2 separate regions of the Mus musculus genome follow, and region 2 is linked to region 1. A link is a contact called in public HiChIP or PLAC-seq data. All regions are on one chromosome and are shown on one strand. The core of a region is the stretch at or near the end of the contact, and the rest is flanking DNA. Distances in the headings are between cores, read along the strand shown. Region 1 overlaps Hacd2 (3-hydroxyacyl-CoA dehydratase 2). Region 2 overlaps Hspbap1 (Hspb associated protein 1).

Region 1 (6,319 bases), core at 2,778-5,277:
GCTCACTGCTCAGAGAGCAGGCCACCATGCTAACCAACCTAAACTGCCTAAGTCTGTAGTCTCCCCAAGGGCCACTGTGAATGAGACCACCTGGTGTGGAGTCTTCCATTCTATTGCTGTTACCTGAGTGGCCCTGCCCACTGAGAGGCTGAACCTGTCTTCCTGAGATAGTCCCAAGTCGGCTGACAACCTGTGGAATTGACGACCTAATGCTCACTGCTCTGGCAGACTAGTGCTAACAACTTGGCAACAAAGCATCAAGAAGCCTGGCGTGGCAGGGGATGGGCCTCCCCCACTTTGTAAGCACAGACTCTTAGTTAAACATTGGGCCTTGATCAGAAATCTGTCTTGGTCTCCTTTCTTCTCTTGCCGATTCCTCCTTTACAGCTCCGGCCTCCCACTCAGGAACCCAGTTCCTGTGCCGCAGCTACATAAGCCCTAACCGCCTGTGTCTGCAGAGTTCTATATCTAGCAACTTCTCAAGCACTTCTGCCAGCTTCTCTACACATTTTGTTTCTCTGTTCAGATAAACATCTTCTCTACACATTGTTTCTCTGTTCAGATAAACATTTGCTCATCAAACCTTCTCTTGTTCCTGCTACAGACAACACCTAACTCCTAAGCCTGTTGAGAAACCAACTTTATCTTATGCTGTGATCGTTGTCCTCCCTCCCTTCTCCTGGGTATGCTCCTCTTGTGATAGTTACTACTCAACCAAGACTGGTCTCAAACTCACAGCCTTCCAGCCTCAGCTCCGGCCATCTAGTCTGGCCCTGCCTTTCTTTTGTTTCCTCCCCACCTACCTTTCTGTGGCGCTGAGAGTTGAAACCAGGGCGTCACATATACTGTGGCAGAGCAGTTATTTATGCTATTTGTCTGTGTCAGGTAAGCTTTTTGTAATTCTCCTGTCATGCTCTCTGTTTTTTAAGATTTATTTATTTTTACTTTCTGTGTATAAGTGTTTTGCATTCATGTATATAATTTAGTCTTCACATACATGTCTGGTGCCCACAGATGCTGGTACAGGCAACAGCTCATCTGGAGCTGGAGTTAAAACAGTTGGGAGGTAAGTGGGCTATGGGTGCTGAGACTGAACCTGGGACTTGCAGCCCCTGCCTTGTCATTTTCCACTTCTGTAGATCTGTGCAGCAAATACAGATCTCAGTTATGTGTCTCTGACCCCAAGCTCTCAAGCCAGGGTGTCAGACTGAATTCTTGATCTGTCTAAGCTGTCTTTATTTACACTGTTTTAATCCTATTTTCCTCACCTATCCTGTTCTCCATTGCATGCTATTACATAGACTTTACTGTGTCTTTCAAGATTCATATGAGAGGTACGTAAATGTATAATAAAGCACAGAAAGTAGACTCAGACATCTCTTATTCAGACCCTGCACCTCCCGCCCCCAAGGGCAGCACTGACAATGGTCTGACACATGCCCTTTGAGCCCTTCTCCAGCACCCACAGATTTTGTTTTTATATTACACATTTCCCTAATCTGAACACACACACACACATATTTTAATATTCGCCCCATTGTTCTAAACATATGAATAAAGAAGCTTCCAAAGTTCAAGTGACACACCATTTATAGCAGTCCCCTCTCCCTTGCCTCATTCACCATCCTTCCCTTCCTTCTGTCCTGGCAGAATCTAAACTCAGGAAATTCCACCTGGGCAGTCTGCAATCTAGATCAGGATCTACTTATCCTGGGTGGTGCAGGCGTCACTCACTAGTCATATGTGCCTACCAGAATGGAAATGAAATTTAAAATTTAGTTTCTCGGGGCTGGAGAGGTGGCTCATCAGGGAAGAGCACTGACTGCTCTTCTGGAGGTCATGAGTTCAATTCCCAGCAACCACATGGTGGCTCACAACCATCAGTAATAGGATCCAATGCACTTTTCAGGTATATCTGAAGACAGGGACAGTGTACTCACATATATAAAATAAACAAATCTTAAAAAAAAAAAAAAAACAAACAAGTTTCTCAGTCCTACCAGCCTCATCTCAAGGGCTCCACAACCATGTGACTAGTGGCTACTGTACTGAACAGCACAGATCTGAGACATTATTAAGCAGACAGCTCAAATACACAGAGCTGAAGAATGTATTCTTTCTGTAGACAGCTGCATGCACTTCGATTCTCTTCCCGAGTCCGGAGGAACCAGACCGCCTCCACCTAGAGGTCATGGTGTCTCCTTAGGAGGAACCAGAATGTTCTCACCTAGCCCTGAATGGATTTTGTTTCCTAGAAAGGTCGAAGTCTAAGGTTCTTAGTTGCTTTTACTGTTTCATTCCAAGTCTCTTTTCTTCTAAAAATTGTGATCTTTGTTCTAAGTTTAAGAACTTAAAGAGAAGTTCAGAAGGAGTAAGGTTTTCTTTCCTGGCAGAAAAGCTCCTCTGTGGTTTGCCATAAACTGTCAATAACCAGCCTTTTATTAGTTCACAAACATCTCTGTATGGTTTTTTCCTCCACAATTACTTTGAATTATACATTCTAATTTTTCTATTTTTTGGGTAGTCTTACTCATTTAAAGGTTTTATTCCTGCTGTCAGTTCTGTGGACACACAGGTTCTAACACTAACAGACTTATGCCTCCCCGATCTAGTGCCATGCACTGCCTAGCCAGTCCATCAGCATAACACATCTATGCTGTGCCAGGCAGCCCAGATCGAAACATGTTTTTTTTTTTTTTTTAACCTCTCAAATGGTGAGCTCTACACAACTCTCAATGGCTTCTGCTGAGCCTGCTTTACCTGATGCTCTGTGACTGGAAATAACCACTCTCCTAAGCCTTTGGGTTACTGCTTAGTTCACTACAGTCTCCTTCCTGCCCTGCAGTCACTGTGGATATATTTAGGGTAGTTGTTGTTGGTTTTGGCTTTCCTTTTTAATTTTAGCACACTCTGTTTCTAAAGTCATTAGCTTCCTCGCTTCTGTGAGCACTGTATTACTTAACTTCTATTTGCTCAGTTGTCAAGCAGTGACACCTGTGTGGGTGGGCGCCTATTTCCTACAGACTCCCTCTTCCTGTCAAATGTTGTGACACTTTACATCCAAATGCATTTTCTCCCATCCCGTTCTCACCGTTTCTGAAGCTGGTTTTTCTGGGCTGTTCGACAAGTTTGTACTAGATGACTCCACATGACTGGTTCAGCTAGCCTTTCCAAACTCGTTTAGAGATCTGTTCTCTTAAAAGCAATCTTCAGAATAAAGGGAGTCTAACAAGTACATGCAGATTGTTCCAAACGTCCCTTAAGACATAAAACTGTTTTTGGAAAATCAACAGGTTCCCACAAAGAGGACAAACTGGTCTCTTGTGAACTATGCCCAGACCAGTTCACAGAAGCAAAGCGGTACTGTGCCTGGAGCATGCAGCTCTCTTAGGGACACACCTTGGAAGCTAACAGGAGAACAGCAGACAGACAAGGTTTGAGCCACAGGCCCAGAAACACTCAGGGGATAAACTGGAAGCCTTCTTTTTAAAGACACAGCAGTTAAGATGTTCCTCTGTTTTAAAGGCATTCAAATCCATTCCCAATTTCATTAGGGATCTGAAGGGGAGAAGTGAGGCATGTAGACTCTGACTAAAATACAGAAGTAGAGCCGAGAATGTGCCAGTGGGGTTTCAAGATGTGACAGAAGGTCTCTGCGGTCTCTCACAGCACCCCAAACTAATTCTGCTTTTCAAAACCAGCCATAGATCAACTCTAAGAAAAGGTAAGAAAAACACCTACATGTTTCCCCTTACTGTAGACAAGGGGTTCTACACAGCAGAAGGATCCGGAGGGGACTAGGAGGTAAAAGGACCAGGAAAGAGGTGCATAGCAATCAACATGGCTTTTACCAGCCAAACAGGTCTAAGCAAAGAAACGAACTCCCAGTCCTGGGACACAGCCAACAAGCACTCCTATTTTAACCCAAAGCATTCAGCAATCCAGCTTTGCCTAGGAACCAGTTTAAACTGCCATTCTGGCCAGACCTCTCCCATGCAGGCCTACAGTCAGTCCTCTCCACTCATGAGGATGAGACAGGTTCCAGGCATGGCTGGGCTATAGATGGGGCTAAAGGGCAACCTGGGCAACGTAAGATACTGTCTCAAAAGAAACATTTTCTGTTTTTTAAAAACTGTGTAATATTAGTGTGTGGGAGCATATGTGTCAAGGTCGGATGACAACTTTGTGGCGTCAGTTCTCTCCCTCCATCATGTGGGTTTCCAGGAATGAGCTCAGGTCCCCAAGCTTGGGCAGGAAATGTCTTTACCCACTAAGCCATCTTTTTTGTTTTGTTTTGTTTTTTGTTTTTTAAGACAGGGTTTCTCTGTGTAGCCCTGGCTGTCCTGGAATTCACTTTGTAGACCAGGCTGGCCTCAAACTCAGAAATCCGCCTGCCTCTGCCTCCCGAGTGCTAGGATTAAAGGTGTGCGCCACCACACCTGGCCCCACTAAGCCATCTTGTTTGTCCAAATCAAATGTTTTAAAGGGAAGGCTAGGGATATAATTCAGTAGAATGGTGCTTATGTAGCACGCATGAGATCCAAGGTTCAATCCCAGTCCAAAACAAAACATGATTAAAAACAAACAACTACTAAGCTACCACGACTGTAACTCCAACTCCAATTTGTGTGTATAGTACTGACCCTGGGACTCAATCATAAACTCTATTATCCCATGCTAATATCAATCTCTACTTGGTCAAGCTGGAGGAAGTCTGCCTTATCAATGACTACCAGGAATCCAAAGCCAAAATCCAAAGCCAGAACCAACCCACAGAACACTTTAGACAAGCAGCATCTTTACAGCCAGATATAATTCACTACACTAAACCACCCAAACTAAGTGTGCAATTCAGTGTCTCTGGTCACTGCAGTCGTGCAATCACTAGTTACATTTCCATCCCTTTAAAAGGAAATCCTGCACCTGCTAGCAGTCACTTCCACTAATCTTCAGCCTCTACAGACTGTGTCCTAGACACTTCAGGTCAAAGGACTCACATCATCCCTTGACGCTGTGTCTGCCTTCCGTTCTCACATCATGTTTCACGGTTCACACAGTGGGAGACACCACCAATAACTCATCCACCAACAATTCATCTATCGCATTTTGTAATCTGTGAGTGGCATTTAAAGGTATGCTGATGCTGCTCATGTTAACCAGCACAGATGACTCAAAGCTTGACCCGAGGTACATTATATTATTTGTACTCTGATCTCTTGGCCAAAAATACTGATTATTAACGTTTACGGTTTATAAATCATACTAAAGCCAGATATGGTGGTGTATGTTTGTAGGCCCAGTGCTTTGAAAGACTGAGACAGGACTGCTTAAACCCAGGACAGAGAGACCAGCCTGGAAAATCCACTTAAAAAAAAAAATACAGCAAAACTCCATAGAGAAATAAATTAAACACTATTATATATAATTATCAACACTGTGAACAGTATTAACCTGGTATGTAGAAGGCCCTGGGTTCAACTCCCAGTGCTCCCTTCCACACAAAACAAGATATATATGTGTGTGTATCTTTATATATACACACATGTATATTATATATTATATATAATAAGATACAACACGTTCATTCTATCGTGTGTCTTGTGAAAACTTTAGTAAGAATCTTCTTAGCTTCATCTAGTATCTTACACTAAAAGCTGTCCCTCCCTTCCCCTCCTCCCTTTCTGGATCATTTCTGCAGTCTTGCTTCCTGCCTAGAAGTGACCATCTAGGATCACAAGTGATCCAAGCTGAACCCACTAGCTCCTCACTAAGATACAGAACTAAGGCTCTGCTTCCAGCCAGCTGTGCTCATCTTGGCTCCAAGAGCTGCATAATTGTTATTATCACCTGGCACTGGAAACAGGAAGCCAGCGTGCACAGGGAGAATGGCAGATAAAAGTGATGGAGCATGAATACCTGGGCTCACTAGGTTGTTTCAGCCCGAGTCTGGGCCATTCCTGCAGCCCAACTACATTCCTCCCCTTTATTTTTATTTATAGGCTATGCTAAAGACAACAGGTCCCTCTTGATGGTTAAGTGAGGGAGTTCCCCTGATCTCCAGCCAACAGCCCTCATACAATCACCTCCCACAAGACTGAAGGCTTTTGTTTGTCTGCTTGCTCTGTTTTGTTGTGGAGTACATGCCAGGCCTTGTGCATGCTAGGTGTGTGTACTGCCAGAGCCCTCTCCAGGCCTTAAGTTAGTTCCTTTTTAGCAAGGGCTTAATTTTCACAGTATTCATTAACCAAACACTTAAATACTACCTGTACAATAATTTTGGAATTTATTTATTAAGAAAATACTCTGGGAAGGGGAGCAG
Region 2 (5,932 bases), core at 1,503-4,002, 800 kb before region 1:
TCTAGGCCCTGAAGCTAGTGCTGTGTAATAGCTTGGGTGATGGGGGAGGATTTATGTTCCCACCATAGGCATCAACCAGTGGGCTTCAAGCAGAGAGAGGGATCCACATTGCTGTCCTATCGACACTGAAGCCTTGAGACCTTGGCTGCTGTGTCTAAGTGGACTGGCAGAGACTGTGGCTTGGGAGGTGGCCTCCCCAGCACTGGCACTAAGGATGACCTTACGAAGATGGATGAAGAGATGGAATGAAAGGGAGAGGCTTGTTTCCATTTGCTTCTGTTCTCCAGTGATTTGGTTAACTCAGGGCAAGGCTGAATAACACTGGGATGTTACATTGAAGAATGACTAGCCAACCAATGTTACAGACACTTTCATTCAAAGTAAATATGTCATTGTCTTCACTTCCTAGTAAAGTTACATAATTACATAATAAATGTCTCTTGGTGGAATTTTTTTTTTTTCTGCTGAAGGGCAAACATAGGAGCAGCTCAATGATGACAAACAGTGGCCACTGCTGATAGAAAGTCACAACCAAATAGGACAGCACCAAGGGGCCCTTAAGGTGCTAACATTCAGTTGGAAATTACTGGAAGGGTACAATGCAGGTAAGGTTTAGAAAGTCTCTCCAGTGAGCAGCGAGCCTGGAGCCAGTGACAGGTCTTGAGAGCTCACTGTAAGCCACACAGTCCTATGTTCCTTGGTCACCTGAGGGACACTCTGTGCCATCTAGAGTCTGTTTTCAGCAAGCACCTCAAAGATGCCAACAGCCCTGACACCCAGGGCAGCCATACCAGGACTTTGGGGCTCAGGTACCTTTTGCCTTTGGAGCCCCTTAGTGCATAAATAGCATTAAAACCTAAACTCAGGTTTTGCCCCCAGCCACTCAGCCCCGTGGTTCTTTGAATCAGGCAGTGGCTTGGGGTCTCTGCCACCTGCCACTCGTCCACGGTGGTTGGTGGGTGAGGCTCTGATGCTGCAGCAGGCTCCGGATGCCTGGAGCTCTGGAGGAATATAAGAAGCTTTTATTCATGTGCAAGTCATAGAAGATGAATTCATCCTCTTCTACTATAAATGAAGAGCCTGATGCTTTGCCGATAGCTAACCCGCTACGGAATTTAGCAGCAGGAGAAACAAAACTTCTGGCCTCAGAAATCTGCGACACTCTTCAGTCCTCCAGCATGGCTGATGGTGATGGTTTTAATGAAATGATTTCACATAGAAGGAAAGCTCAGCTTTTTTCTGGGAACTGCAGACAAACGTGTCAGAACAGTAGTTTTGCAGAGCTCTTCTTAAGTGGCTTTGCACCTCTCCAGAGGGTCCCGATCCATAACTGTACTTCACAGGTATATAGACTGACTGGTCTAACTCCTACACTACAGTGGAACCCTTCCTAATAAAACTAAAAAAAAAAAGTTATGAAGAGTTGTCACCCCAGTTCCCTGGGCTTTGGGGTTGGTGGGGGTTATTATAGGTTGTCTTTCTAGGGAATGTAGAAATGGTCATAATTGGAACAAGGAGGAATAGCTAGAATTGATTGCATAGCCATAATCTCATTTGATAGAAATCTTTTTTTTTTTTTTTTTGGTTTTTCAAGACAGGGTTTCTCTGTGTAGTCTTGGCTGTCCTGGAACTCACTCTGTAGACCAGGCTGGCCTCGAACTCAGAAACCTGCCTGCCTCTGCCTCCCAAGTGCTGGGATTAAAGGTGTGCGCCACCACGCCCAGCTGGTAGAAATGTTTTTTTAATATTTATTTATTTATTATATGTAAGTGCACTGTAGCTTTCCTCAGACACTCCAGAAGAGGGTGTCAGATCTCGTTATGGATGGTTGTGAGCCACCATGTGGTTGCTGGGATTTGAACTCAGGACCTTCAGAAGAGCAGTCAGTGCTCTTACCCACTGAGCCATCTCTCCAGCCCAGGTAGAAATCTTTTTAATTGTTACTAAGTTGAAGTCATAATTTCTTATTTTGGAACAGAATTTATTTTGATGCAAAAATCAAGGTTTTCATTGGCATAAGTTTCTTCTATTGATAAAAAAAAATTAAAAGTGCAGGGCTTAGACCCAGTCCTTTTATAACTGTTACTGTAAATAGATCCAAGATGTTTAAGCCTGTGAGTTAAAGGCAAAATAGAAAATTCATGGCTCTGAGTTTATTGTTAGGGGATTTTCAGATATTTAATTAGAAATGGCTGAGAATAGTTAACAGAGAACAGTCCAGATTACCTTACATAGATAGATTGGTTTTCAAAAATGTCAGAATTCCACAGATATGATATTTAATGTTATTTATTCACTTGTTGAGATATATCTGCTCCTAACAGCTTCCCATTCGTGGACTCAGAGAAGCAGCTGAGCATCTTACCTCCAGGTGAGGTTGAACACTGTGGCTAGGTAGCCACGGAGCAGAAACATCCTATCTCTCCTGCAGACCTGTACTGTTCTCGAAAGGACACAAGTTACAGGTTAGCACAGCTTAGTTCTGCAGAGACAGAACAGGCTCGTCCTTAATATTCCTGTTTCTTTAAGGTCTGTCAGATGATCCTGGGCCAGAAGGCTGAAGACAGATAGATGGATGCTCCAGCTTCCTGACTTACTGGGAAGGTATAGGTAGGCAGCTGGCTCTACAATTGTCTCAGTTCTGGAAGCTGTGTTAGGCTTCCTATATATTTTCAGGTAATGTTGGTCACTCTCGGATTCCTGACGGGGTGAAAGACTACTTAAAGTCTCCTAGCCAACCCAGGCTATTTACCTTGAGAGAACAGGCTTGGGAGGATGGTTTTCAGATGGCATACAATCTAAAGCCAGGTCTAAGTCAGGTGTAGAATTATAAGGCTTTTTAAAGTTAGTAGATGACAGTGCTCTATTTTATTGACAAAAATGATGGACTGGATGTTAGGTCTACCTTGTACTTTATAAATTGCAAAATGGTAATAGTTGTGCTCAATTTGTATTTGAGAGAAAGGTTTTGTTTTTTACTAGAATAGAAAGGGGTAAGTGTTGTGGATGGGCCAGGTGCTGTTTGTATTTTGATGCTAATTCTGCTCTCCTGGGAAGGGCTTTGGACAAGGAGCGAGTCAGGTGACGTCTTGTGAACCAATCGCCTAATGAATGAAGGAGTCAATCACTGGGCGAGTAGGCGGGACTTCCGGGTTGGATAGGGGAAGGAGTAGAGGGACTCTGGCTCTTTTTGGACAGGGATAGCATAAGGACAAGATGTAGCGGTTTATGGCTAATCCACTAGGATTCACCACTGGAGACATTAGATTTAATATGGCTTACAAGATTAGGATTCTACTTGTTGGGCCCAGAGATTGAGTTACCATTGTTTCTGGGAAAAAAGAAAAAAAAAAAAAAAGTACAGTCTTAACGCTGTAATTTTAATAAGATTACCGTAGGCCAGTTAAAACACAGGGACCAGGGACGTTAGCAGCTATAAAGTGCTTTTGGGAGATTTTGAATGTGGCCACGCATGGCTCTGTTGATTCCTACTTACTTAGGTTATAGTGGCTTTAAATAACTAAGTCCACTGTGATGTTTTGAGCAGCAGATGGTCTCTTGACCTGACTCTGGTGACACTATATCCTGATAGAGAAAAGTAATAGTTTAAACAACTGACAAACTTGAAAAAGAAAAGGAAATTGGATGTCTAAAATGCCGCAGTGCCACCTTGGTCGGTCTGATGTCAGACGTCAACTGCCTGGCACATACCCATCCCAGTGATGCTGCTGCTTATTGCCTTTTTGTGGTTATTAAGAAAGGACTGCAGTCAGTTTGACTAAAACAAGATCCACGTTATTGCTTAGAGAGAAAGAAAGCCAGCACTAGTCACTTATTCCTATTTTTCATATCTATCCAGAAAACTGACTTCAGTGGAGGTAAACTATATAGAGACATACACTTCTGTTTTTAAGACTGAATTACATGTATGCAATGCTTTAAGATTCTAAAATACTTGACAACTAATATTTCTTTTTAGAAGTCAGCTAAATCTACTTAAAGGCAACATCATTAAAACTAACAGGAAGAAACTGAAAGGCATCCTCACCAGGTAGAGCTACTACCTGGTGTTTTTGCTACTTGGAGAAAGTGAAGGGAAGTTGGACCCTGGAGGTTTCCTTGCATCTTTGTTGTTTCTCTTAGAGATCACTGAAGCCAACCAGTGTTCCTGGGGAGAAATAACCATACAATCCTATGGTCCACGAGACCATTATGCTCATTAACATTATGGCTTTCTGGAAGGAAGGTGTTGAAGGCTGTCTTAGTCAGGGTTTCTATTCCTGCACAAACATCATGACCAAGAAGAAGTTGGGGAGGAAAGGGTTTATTCGGCTTACACTTCCTTATTGCTGTTCATCACCAAAGGAAGTCAGGACTGGAACTCGAGCAGGTCAGAAAGCAGGAGCTGATGCAGAAGGCCATGGAGGAATGTTCTTTATTGGCTTGCCTCCCCTGGCTTGCTCAGCCTGCTCTCTTATAGAACCCAAGACTACCAGCCCAGAGATGGCACCACCCACATGGGGCCTTTCCCCCTTGATCACTAATTGAGAAAATGCCTTACAGTTGGAGCTCATGGAGGCATTTCCTCAACTGAAGCTCCTTTCTCTGTGATAACGCCAGCTGTGTCAAGTTGACACAAAATTAGCCAGTACAAAGGCATTTAGACCATTTTCCCGAGTCTGGTCTCTGATTCACGTGCTCTGTACAAGCAGAAAGCAGTCGTTCTCAGGGAACATTGCTATGCTATATAACTGCTTGCTGCCAGAACCAGATGTATTGAAGACAAAACAACAAATCACCTCCTTTCTATATCCATTAATTAAAGCAAAGTTTACTTTCTGTTTTAACAGGTTTTTATTTTGCATTGTCACACATTTATTTAAAAACTATATATAGCCCCCTCCCCTTTTTTAGTGATGGTCCAGGTCAGTTGGTATATCAGACTATGTTTATGTGTATCTAGGTGTTCTATGGCTCTCAGAGAACTCAAGGCAACTATAATGGCAGTTTTTGAAATATATTGTAAAATAATAAAAGATAACAATGAAAAACAACCAACCAACCAACCAAACCTAAACTCAGGGACAGGAGAGATGGACAGAGTGCTTACTTATCAGTGTTTAAGAACACTGTTCTTGTAGAGGACCCGTGTTTGGTTCTTATCACCCACAGGGTAGTTTATGGTCATCCGTAACTAAAGATCCAGGGAGCCAATGCCCCCTTCTGACCTGTGAGGGAACTGCACACATCAATTCATGCAGGCAAACATTCTCACACATTAAGTAAAAATAAATATATTTTTTTAAAAATCCAGACTATACAACTATACTGCTACATTCATGGATGTATTAAAACAAACAAAAAAATTAAAACATTCTCATGGAGTCCACCATGCCTCCTGAACACCACGTGGGTATGTGAGCACTACTGACTTGTCCTTCAGTATTGGACGATACTAAGCATGCGTCTGAGCTCTGCCGGCCCATGCAGAGCCAGAGTACTTACCAGTTGATTTTCCTGACTCAGATGTGGTCCTTGGAGATGCAGGGTGATGTGGGAACAGCTCATGAGCGTTTTCACGGTGCTTACCATTCGGATGCCCTTGCAATCAGCCAGGACCTCGTAATTGCCCTCTACAAAATCAGGGACTCATCTCCTACCACCCACTTTTACAGACATTGTTGCAGGATATTTAATCACACCATGAACGAACCCCCATCGAGATTTGAGTTATAAACTGGAAAAAAAAAAGCCTGTTTCTATTTGTGGTGTGGTTCAACCCTTTGTACATGCTTTTAATCCCTTTTGATGGTGTATAGACACGTCCTTAGTACTTACCTTTAATCTCAAACGATGTAGGTAAAGTTAAGTTTGTAGAAGGAAACTATCCATGTTTGAAAGTGATGTCTAATTGAGTGGCAAAGTGATGAAT

Evidence for each region. HiChIP or PLAC-seq counts read pairs in DNA pulled down with a chosen protein or histone mark.
Region 2: a contact with region 1 is called in an H3K27ac HiChIP or PLAC-seq map of embryonic stem cells, with 2.1 times the contacts expected there. The contact joins two enhancer-like sites. A contact is called at or near these places in 1 of 484 Hi-C or Micro-C datasets (embryonic stem cells) and 1 of 115 datasets of contacts at active chromatin or transcription factors (embryonic stem cells).

Annotation. Positions count from the first base shown.
Region 1 is chr16:35,031,044-35,037,362 of GRCm38.p6, reverse strand. The region is part of intron 2 of Hacd2 (3-hydroxyacyl-CoA dehydratase 2); the gene reads right to left. Among named protein-coding and RNA genes, the nearest start is that of Hacd2, 12 kb to the right of the region's middle. Within about 2 kb of position 4,027, at least 44 of the 459 cell types and tissues checked have an H3K27ac peak or open chromatin away from gene starts, as enhancers often do. A contact at or near this core is called in embryonic stem cells, where this site is marked.
Region 2 is chr16:35,827,376-35,833,307 of GRCm38.p6, reverse strand. It overlaps Hspbap1 (Hspb associated protein 1), which reads right to left. Exons shown (of 8, transcript NM_175111.3): 8 at 4,846-5,932. Parp14 (poly (ADP-ribose) polymerase family, member 14) reads left to right here. Exons shown (of 17, transcript NM_001039530.3): 17 at 1-430. Among named protein-coding and RNA genes, the nearest start is that of Parp14, 41 kb to the left of the region's middle. Within about 2 kb of position 2,752, at least 17 of the 459 cell types and tissues checked have an H3K27ac peak or open chromatin away from gene starts, as enhancers often do. A contact at or near this core is called in embryonic stem cells, where this site is marked.